Regions from separate parts of the Drosophila melanogaster genome. Here region 2 is linked to region 1. A link is a contact called in public Hi-C data. All regions are on one chromosome and are shown on one strand. The core of a region is the stretch at or near the end of the contact, and the rest is flanking DNA. Distances in the headings are between cores, read along the strand shown.

What was found. A called contact is a pair of places that touch in the nucleus more often than the background predicts.
Region 2: a Hi-C map of the Kc167 cell line shows a contact between it and region 1, with 4 times the contacts expected there. The contact joins the promoter of Bicra here to the promoter of CG1951 in region 1. A contact is called at or near these places in 12 of 107 Hi-C or Micro-C datasets (the Clone 8 cell line, the D17-c3 cell line, the Kc167 cell line and 2 more).

What each region holds. Positions count from the first base shown.
Region 1 is chr3R:29,024,562-29,029,485 of dm6, forward strand. It overlaps CG1951, which reads left to right and starts at 2,675. Exons shown (of 6, transcript NM_143398.4): 1 at 2,675-2,908; 2 at 2,976-3,575; 3 at 3,806-4,681; 4 at 4,737-4,924. The coding sequence starts at 2,782. CG14518 reads left to right here and starts at 410. Exons shown (of 3, transcript NM_143396.3): 1 at 410-470; 2 at 526-843; 3 at 1,353-1,598. The coding sequence starts at 411. The coding sequence ends at 1,514. eIF4E6 (eukaryotic translation initiation factor 4E6) reads right to left here and starts at 2,613. Exons shown (of 2, transcript NM_143397.2): 1 at 2,527-2,613; 2 at 1,878-2,467. The coding sequence starts at 2,440. The coding sequence ends at 1,919.
Region 2 is chr3R:29,060,039-29,064,962 of dm6, forward strand. Bicra (BRD4 interacting chromatin remodeling complex associated protein) reads left to right here and starts at 3,002. Exons shown (of 9, transcript NM_001276122.1): 1 at 3,002-3,109; 2 at 3,765-4,574. The coding sequence starts at 4,544. It overlaps Cul5 (Cullin 5), which reads right to left and starts at 2,937. Exons shown (of 7, transcript NM_143408.3): 1 at 2,844-2,937; 2 at 1,164-2,767; 3 at 981-1,101; 4 at 563-920; 5 at 324-502; 6 at 116-265; 7 at 1-52. The coding sequence starts at 2,852.

The DNA.
Region 1 (4,924 bases), core at 1,425-3,924:
AAGTGCGGAATCGATTTTTGAATGTCAATGTCATAGTGCAATTAGAAGAGGAGGCTTCCAATGGCCAACATTTAGAGCCAAGCTAACTTACTGTAACCAAATTTAAAAGCCTATTAAATACGAATAATGCCAAAAAGGTCGGTTTTACAGGGTATCAGACATGTTGTACAATATATCTGTTAAAAACAAATTCACCGCGCAGTGAACCCAGAAATGTTTATAAATTTAATAGGGCGAGCAAAAATGGAAAAAGGCTATAACAATTGATTGATTACCCGCTAATCTATAGACGTCGGAATAACTATGTCATAATTATCTGCACGGACACGAGTAACTAATTTGTTGACAGAGCTACAAATGATATAATTTCATCGTATTCGTACCACTTCTTCCCAAGCAGCCAAGTAGTCATGAAAATAGTGCTGGTTATTTGGATGCTAGCTCACTCACTTCAGCCGCCTTATCAATGTGTAAATGTCGTTGATTTGCACGAGAAGTGCCTAAATTAAGTGTTATACTTTTCAGGATGCTGTCATTTTCAAAATGACCAATGCAGTATGTGAGACCTATAACAAATCCTGGGTGGAATTCGGGTTGTGCCGCCTGCGTGCTGTTAGCAGGAATAAGGTTTGCCTCAATGTCGATGCCAATTTGCTGCATCCGGTTCACGATGTCATAGTCAAGGCCAGATTGCTGAAGAGGGCCAATGGCTATAAGCCTTGGCTATATAGCGTCAGTTTCGACGGCTGTCAGTTTATAAGGCGGAGAAATAATGCCTTGATTCGGATCGTTTGGGAGCTCTTCAAAGAGTACTCGACGATCAATCACACCTGTCCCTATGTGGTAAGTCTGATGGACAAAATCCAGGTATAATTCATATATACATACAGTTTGTCAAGAAACTGTTTACACACTGTGAAATAAGTTGAATTTTTGACTTTAAAGCTTAAAATTAAGGGTTTTTTGCTTAATTAAACTCAATTTTTTTATAAAATATAATTAAACAATATTTATTTTACTTATAAATCAAAAAACAAATTAAAAATATTAAATATACAAGAAAATAAACAACAAATTCCAAGTTTACACACTTTTGAGACTGTCAAGAAACTCTTTACACATTTTGTTTTCCTACTTTGTTTTGTTCTTTTTCTTAGAACGAACTAGATTTTTCCGTTATTTTTGGCTTTGCATTGCTTTTTACAACGCTTTTATTGAAATTTGTTGACTTTGCCTGTGAAATTTTGCTGATCAAATTATTAAATTTAATAAAATGCCTGGAAAGAGATTAACTTTTGAAGTTACCCAATTAATAAACTATAACCACCATGTATATATTTATCATTAACTAGGGCCTGCAGCAAGTCAAGAACTTCTATCTCAGGTCCGAGAAGCTGCCCACGCCCATTCCCACTGGAGAATATCTGCTGATGATTGACTGGGTGTTCAACAAGAAACCGCAGGCTGCCACAAATGTTTACTTCACATTTGTGGAGGACCTAAAAGATAGTTAACGAATCAATCGTTCAGACCAAAATGTTTAAACTGAACTGTAATTACAAAATAAACAATATAAGTCTATATTGTTTTAGCCGATGAAAATTATATGGAATTTTGGCTTTGCCATCAACGAGAAATTGTTTCTATCCGTGATCTGTGGAATACAAATGCGACTATTAAGTCTTTGTTCCTGAGACCATCAAGAGCACTTCCAGCAGCCAGCGCAATATCGTAATCGTAATTTAAAACAAACAATACAAAAATAATTACCAATTAAGCCCATTTTAAATTCACATTCCGTATTGCAAAGCACAAAATAGCCTTGTGTCCAGTGGTATCCAGAAAACCGGCCCATTTAATAAGCTTTTAAAAACGTTGAGGGATGTGCAATAGTTAGTTTATTCGTCTCTTTGGGATTTTAGCACTGTTCGTTACACTCATCGCCCGCGTCTGCCTTTGTCCATACGGAGATTTTGTTGATATTTTTGCGAATCCTGACAAAAGCCCCACAAATCTGATCGCAGTGATCGCAGGCCTCGCCAATCATGCAAAGAAGCACGTCCAGCCAAGTTTTGTCCAGTTCGGCTGTGGACCTTTTATCCACTTTATATGTCCAACGACCTCCGCCCTTGTTCGGCGGATCCTCCCACATGGGGCGAATGCCCTTCTTGAAGAGCATGTAATCACAGCCGCGGTTGAGCTTGGATGGCGTATCGATGCGGAAATACAGGTTCCAGAAGTCCTCGACGGTATTGAAGCTGTCAATCTCCTTCAGCATGTCCTCCCATGATATTTCAGGGTCGTACTTTACGCCCCACAGGGTCCATGTGTTCTGCAGCCGGTGCTTGTTTGTGGCACCCAACGATGCCAGTTTGTTATTATCCAGAGAAGTCCCCATTTTAAATTCCGATGACTCTTTGGTTTGCCTTAAGTTTTCCATTTCGCAGATACTCTATGCTGAAGCCCCCTTTTAAAATGCATTCGTAGAATTCGTAGAATTGTTTTTAATGGACTTACAATATTTACCGACGAATGTGGTCAAGCTTAGAGCATTTGATCATTTAATTATTGACGTTAAAGCAATGCACTGTCAATTAGGAAACAATCGTGATTACTAATGGCTGCATTTATATGTAAAATACATTTGACAGGCAATCGAAACATATCGATATATCGCGTGATGCTATCGTGAGAGGTTGGCCCAGCGCTAGTATTGATTGTTAAACAAAAAGGAATTTTGCACTAACTTGTGGGCCGCAGTTACTGCAAATTCGCGCCAGGATGGACATGATAAACAAGTTCTACTCATCCGCCGTACAGACGGTGTCCACACTGTCCGGCGTTCTGCCCGGGAACAATGTGACGCGGGAGTACGAGGTGCTGGAACAGGTGTGCACTGCCGGAGTGGGTGAGTTTACCTGCATTGCTAGTTGAACATATTGTGGCTTGCTGATACCGAGTAATCCCACTGCCAGGTCTGATGTGGAAGGTGTACAATGGCCACAAGAAGAGCACCAAACAGGAAGTGTCCGTCTTCGTGTTCGAGAAAAAGTCGTTGGAGCGCTGGTCGAAGGATGACCGGGAGACCATGCTGGAAACACTGCGTCGCGGGGTTCAACAGCTAACAAAAATTCGACATCCTCACGTGCTAACCGTACAGCATCCACTGGAGGAGAGTCGGGACTCGCTTGCCTTCGCCACGGAGCCGGTTTTTGCCTCCCTAGCCAACGTGGTCGGCGACAACGTCCGCTCCGAAAAGAAGCTCTATGATGTAGAGATTCGACACGGTCTGCTGCAGCTCTTCGATGGCCTGCAGTTCCTTCACCAAGACGCCAAGATTGTGCACCGCAACATTAGCGCCGAGACAATCGTGATCAACAAGAACCGCAGCTGGAAGCTGTTCGGATTTGATTTCTGCATTGCCAACCAACCGGCCACCGATGGCACACCCCACTGGCCCTTTCGGGAGTACACCACATCCCTGCACGTCCTGGCACAGCCCAGCTTGGAGTACACAGCACCGGAGCTGGCCTTGAACAGTGTCAACACACCAGACAGTGATCTGTTCTCATTGGGTAGGTACCGAGTTATATCATAGGAATGAATATAATTTCGCATGAGTCATAGCCAGCCAAGTATTTGATCTTGTTGATAATTTACGTATAAAAGTAAATTTTTCTGCGATTATTGAAATAAGTCAACAGATAAGGTATTTTATAAATAGCTAAGCGTTTTAATACAAGGTATCTTTCATATTAAGTAACCAGATATAGAATCGTATTTATTGAGTCTTCCTTTGCTGCAGGCGTTCTAATTTTCACCATTTATGCCGGCAAGCCCCTGAAAATGTTTGGCAGTGATTACAGCAGCTTTCGTCGCTACGCAAATGATCTGAACCAGCGAAAGTATCCACCCATGAACGCAGTTCCCAGCGAGCTGACTGAAAGCCTTAAAGCGCTGCTGCATCCCAGTGCCAACCTGCGACCGAAGCTGCATGAGCTAAAGCAGATCGCCTACTTTCAAGATGTCGGGGTTAAGACACTTAGCTATTTGGACTCGCTATACCAGTGGGACAACCTGCAGAAGTCAAAGTTTTATAAGGGTCTACCGCAGATCATTCCGACGCTACCGCACCGGGTCAATTTGCATTCGATTCTTCCCTATCTCGTCAAAGAGTTCGTCAACTCGCCAATGATACCGTTTGTGCTGCCCAACGTTTTGCTTATTGCTGAGATGAGCAGCCAACGAGAGTACTGCGACCACATCCTTCCGCACTTGAAGCCGATCTTTAAACTTACGGACCCCATCCAGATTCTGCTGATCTTTATGCAGAAAATGGATCTGCTGCTCAAGCTAACGCCAGCGGAAGAGGTGAAGCAGAGTGTTCTGCCGCTACTTTATCGCTCTCTGGAATGCGACATGCCACAGATCCAGGACCTCTGTCTAGCGGTGCTTCCAACATTTTCCACTCTGATTGACTACAACGCCATGAAGAACTCCGTGCTGCCACGAATCAAGAAACTGTGTCTGCAGAGCAGCAATGTGTCGGTAAAGGTTAACTGCCTGATCTCCATCGGCAAGTTGTTGGAAAACTTGGACAAGTGGCTTGTGCTAGACGAGATTTTGCCATTCTTGCAGCAGATCCAAAGCCGCGAACCTGCTATCATTATGGGAATTATTGGTAAGCTTTGAAATTAACACCAATTGTCGTTTTATAACTATTCTCCTTATTTTAGGCATTTATAAAATCGCAATGACAAATACCAAACTGGGCATAACAAAGGACGTGATGGCACACAAATGCATCCCTTATCTGGTACCATTAAGTGTGGAGAACGGCCTTACCATTGCTCAATTCAACACGATTATAAGCCTCATCAAGGAGATGATGGGGCGGGTGGAACAGGAGCAGCGGGAAAAGCTG
Region 2 (4,924 bases), core at 1,752-4,251, 36 kb after region 1:
TCATCTTCTTGGACGGCAGGAACATGTTCTTCAATATGTCGATGAGTTCACCCTGTAGAAGAATGTTTTTTTTTTAGATCCCTTGAAACGCACAACTAGCTATCGAACAACGAACCTGCAGCGCTGCGTTGTTCATCCGCTTGCGCACTTTCATGATTTTGATAATGGCCTCTTGTGTGCGCAGAATACGCAGTTGCACAATGGATTGATTGTCCTCCTGCTGCGAGCGCTCCGTGCTCAATTGCAGTCGCCCGATGAGATTCAGCTGCGGGTGAGAACTCTGGTTATGGATTATCTATTAGATAGCTAATATGCGTAATCACCTTTCCACGACGCTGGGATTTGCCATTCTTGACAATAGCAAATTCCTGATTAATATAGAACATTGTGTTCTCGGCAAAGTCCTTGGGCGAACTGATCGCCGCCGGTTCCATGAGCAGGATCTGTTTCTTTATCTTAGGGAACGCTACCAGCGACCACAACGTTCGCCTCAGTTCGGGATCTTAAAAATACACAAATAATTATCATCAAAGCGAAAAGTAAATTTGCAAGCAATCCTAACCTGGTAGTTCTGTGGCCAGGCGGAGATTCTCGTAGGAAATTTTGTCATGCTGACGCTGATTCCAGGCAAACAAGACGGCCATCTGGAAAGTGGTCACATCCAGATCGTAGCGCCCGAAGTTATTCACAAAGGTGATAGTGCCATTGCTCATGTGATGGTACCACTGCAGCTTACGGCCGGAATGCTTCTTCTTGTAAAACTCCTCCACATCAGGAATATAGTCCTCGAGCTCGATGGGCAGTGAGACCGAGACTCGCTCCGAACAGCGGGCCCAGGCACCCGCGTTGAGTATTTTTATGTTGATAGCATCGTGCCGACTTATCGAGGTGCGGAATTGAGTATTTAAGTCTTCGCTGACCTATATACGAAAGGGGATAATGAATAAACCTGCTCCTAACATCAGTCTGGTAAAACCTACCTTTATGTCTTGGAACATGCGCGCCAGCCGATTCACGTAGTCCGCCGGCATGCCCACCTCCCTCAGCCACTCGACTATGTCCTCCTCCTTTTCGCTGTCCGCACTGGTCCCCAGAATCAAGCTGTAATTGGAGGAACAAGAGTATGTAATCGCTTCATTTGAAACATTATGCAGTCAACTTACCGCCTCGTCAAATGAACTTTGTGATAGCGCATAAAGACGTCCTTGTTGTTGACGTACTTCAGGACCAAGAGGACATCGCGCAGACGGGCGTCGATCTGTTCGCTGGTGAGGCGTTTGCTGAGCGGCGTTCGCCGCAGCAGCATGTCGCAATAGTTGGCCAGTAGTTCCGGGCATTTGCTCTCCGGCGCTGTGTACTTTACACCCCGATTGGCGATACTCGTGGGTAGCTCCATCTTGAACACGCTGGTGTCGTTGACTACCGTCTTAAAAGCAATGTCGCGGGCAGTGAGGAAGCGGGGATCGTCGTTGAAGGCGTTGCGTACCAGGTCGCTGAACTTGTTGAACAGCTCAAGTAGCCGCTCAACGTACTTTTCCGAATCCTGGGTAATCACCTCCGAAGCGGACAGCATGTCGGCCAGTCCGGCGGACATGATGTGACGCTGCAGGTCACCCATCATGGGCTCCACGCCAACGCCGTGCATCACTCTATCCATCAGGCGGAACATGAGATTCAATCGCTCCGTTTCATAGTCCCTGATCAAAGCCGGACACTCGGCGATGATTGAGTTGAGGTGGTCCACTATGAGCACATTAACCAGCGTGTAAGTAAGTATACTGAAGCTGCTGGGCTCCAGATACCGCTTGGCCCTAACCTCCTCCTCACGCAACTTTGAGTCGGCGTATTTCATATAGGCCAGCACTCCGTTCTCTTGCTGTTGTTCGGCGGATTTCAGGCGATAGAACTCGACAGTGGCCTTAAGGTACGCCATCTCAAAGTTCTCCCTGTAGATCTCTAGTTTGTCCTCTGCATTCGAGGAGAGATTCACATAGCTCTCGCGCACGCCTACCACTAGCTGGGCATCATAGGCATCGCCGTTCCGCTCGGCGTGCACAATCTTCATGGCCGACTCCTGCAGACGATGCTTGATGTCGTGGAATATGTGCTTGTTCCAGGAGTCCAGCATTAGTTTTCGTACAGGACTGTCCTCCGTGGGGTTTTTCTTGGAGGTAGAGGTGCTGCTGCTGGAGCTCCCACTTCCGGAAGCAGCTGCAGCTGCCGCTGCTGAGCTTGTGGAGGCGGATGTGGAGGCTGCAGCAGCGGCGGCTGAAGTGGAGGCTCCAGCTGCGGCTGAGGTGGAGGCTCCTGACTTTCCAGCCTGGCCGCTGCAGGAAGTAGCTGCTGCCGCCGCGGCGGCACTCGTACTCGCTCCCGAGGCGGAGACGGATGCGGAGGAGCTGCTGCCACTGGAGGAGGGCTTCACCTGGGGCGACTGCTCCAGCTGGCGGAAAGGCAGCGGCAGGTAGTTGGACTGTGTAAAGAACTTCCGCCACTCCACAATATAGGTGGCCAGAAGGGCCTGCTCGCCCCGTTGCGCTTGCACCTGGCTTTGGGCCTGGACGATAAACTCAACGATGTCCTGCTGCAGGCAGTCGTAGATCTTGGCCGCGCCCTTCTCGTCCCACAGGCACACGAAGTGTACGCCGAAGAATAGGTCCTGCCATTCGCGCTGCGACACCGTGTCCTGGCGCAGTAGCTTTAAAACTATTCGCCTTTTGTCCGGCCAAACTTCCTCGAAGATGTCCCTGTCCCGTTTCCCGATTGCCTGTCGTACAGGGAGATAAAGGTATATGTGCACACTGAACTCTATATGCGTTTTCATCGCCGATCAGGTCACTTACCCGTAGCATTTTGATCGTAGCAATCTCTTTGTTTTTGTTGCTGCGTCCGCTTCACTTCATTTATATTTATTTTTTGTAATTAGGCGATACGATACGATAGTTGGCTATCGACCAGTGTTGGTAAAATTTCGCCCGTAGGGCTTATCGCCCATCGACCAATCGATTTCGGGCAGTCGATAAAACAACAGTTCGGAGTGCAGCAAAAGTGCGGGAAATCTGCGGAAATGTTATTAATCGAACATTAAGGGATACCTCGCCCAGCCGCGGTAATAATAACCAAGGAGAAATAGGGCAATAATACAAAGTTGTCTTGTCGAGGGTTTTGTGAAGTTCGCTAGTTTGCCCACTTCGTTTTGGTTTTTTTCTTCTCTACCTCTTCGTGCGCGAGTGAGACAAAAGCAGTACTAGCAGACATCTCGGTCTAGCACACGTCCCCGACCTAATGTCTGGTCTGCATTGTTTCAGGGCTGTCAGATGTGCCTGAAATACTCAGTTCCGCATTTCAAAATATCGCTTACTATTTCGTGTTCTAAAAATAATATATTTTGTTTTTAGTGCGGAAACTTGTATGGTTTTCTTTATATTCTTATTTGTTAAACTAGTAAAATAAAGTTATTTATCAATTTAATTTCGTTACGTTATTGCCGTCTTGATGTTTATTTACATTCAAAAAGTCTTTCACAGACAGGTGTCAACCCTAGTTTTTATAACTTATCGTAAACAACGCGCTTAAATCTTTATAAATCACAAAGAGTTTTCTAAGCTTTTATTAAAGTGACTGTTTTATTTATAAACATTGAATTCTTGTAGAAAACCATATTTTTTAGAGTGAATACAATCGATGGTTGCGGGGCAAACATCGATGCTGCCAGTTATCTGTATACATCGATAGTATCGACTAACCATCGGCTTCTCTTCCAGCTCTAGCATTCACCATTTCCCTTTGTTTGCGGCGGCGGCGCTCGTTGTACGGCCGTGCGAATCGAGAGAAAAACGCATAAAATCGGGGAAAGTGCACTAGCCCCGTGCTGCAATGTAAATAAACAAGGCTCTGATGAGCAGTTGCCGATCAAGTGCTTCGATTAGCCAGCAAAATGTGCGTACAAGGCGAGAATCAGTGACGAAAACAACAACTACGTGCTGCTGCGTTCATTGACGTGACGCGCGAGAGTGAATGTGTGCGTGCGTGTGTGTTTGTGTGTGTGTGCTGGCTGCTGGCGAGTGAGTGTGTGCGTGCTCCCCATATGTGTGTTGTCGAAAAAGCGTTTTTCAAACCACAAGCCAGCAACAAACAAATCACAACAGCACGTCACAAATTGCAATAGAAGCAGAAGCAGCAACACCTCAAATCAAAAAAAGGCCCCACAACAACAACATCTGTCGAGTTCTCAGAGAGTGAGAAAAAGAAAGAGCGCGTTAGAGTGAGAGAGGGGCAAAAAGAAAGTCAACAGTCGCGTGTGAAATGAAATTCGAAAGATGTCCGCGTGTGTGTGTGTTGAGTGTATAGAATTGAGTAAGAAGCAGCGCGGCAAAAGGAAATAAGCAAAAGCAATAGCCAAAAGGAACCAACAACCAGCAGCAACAAATTACCCAATGAATCAATCAAAATTGGCATAATTTGCATTCGCCGACGTTATTGTCTATAAAACCCCCCTGAAAAAAACACCACACAACAGAAGAGCAGCACAAATCTTTTGCCAATGAGTCGCAGACAGTCATTGGATCGACCAGGTGAGAAAATGCCAATCAAAAACACACACAAAAAAACTACGAATAGAAAATCCAAATTCGTAATCACGCTTACTGAGAGCAAGAGCAAGAGCGTGCAGCATCCGATTCTGATTTTAAAAATGCACTTGCGCACGTTCTCTTCGCCGCTCTTCTCGCTGCTTCGCTCTCGCTGCTCTTTCGTGCTAAAAATAAACGCTGGCTGCGCAGCTGCTCCCAAACACTTGAACTTTGTAAACACCTCCGACACTCCAACAATTCGGCCATTGTACAGTGACAAAAACCAGCGTAATTATGAGTCTTCATCAAAAAGCCAAATCACTGAAAACTATAAATGAATGCAAGGGGCGGCC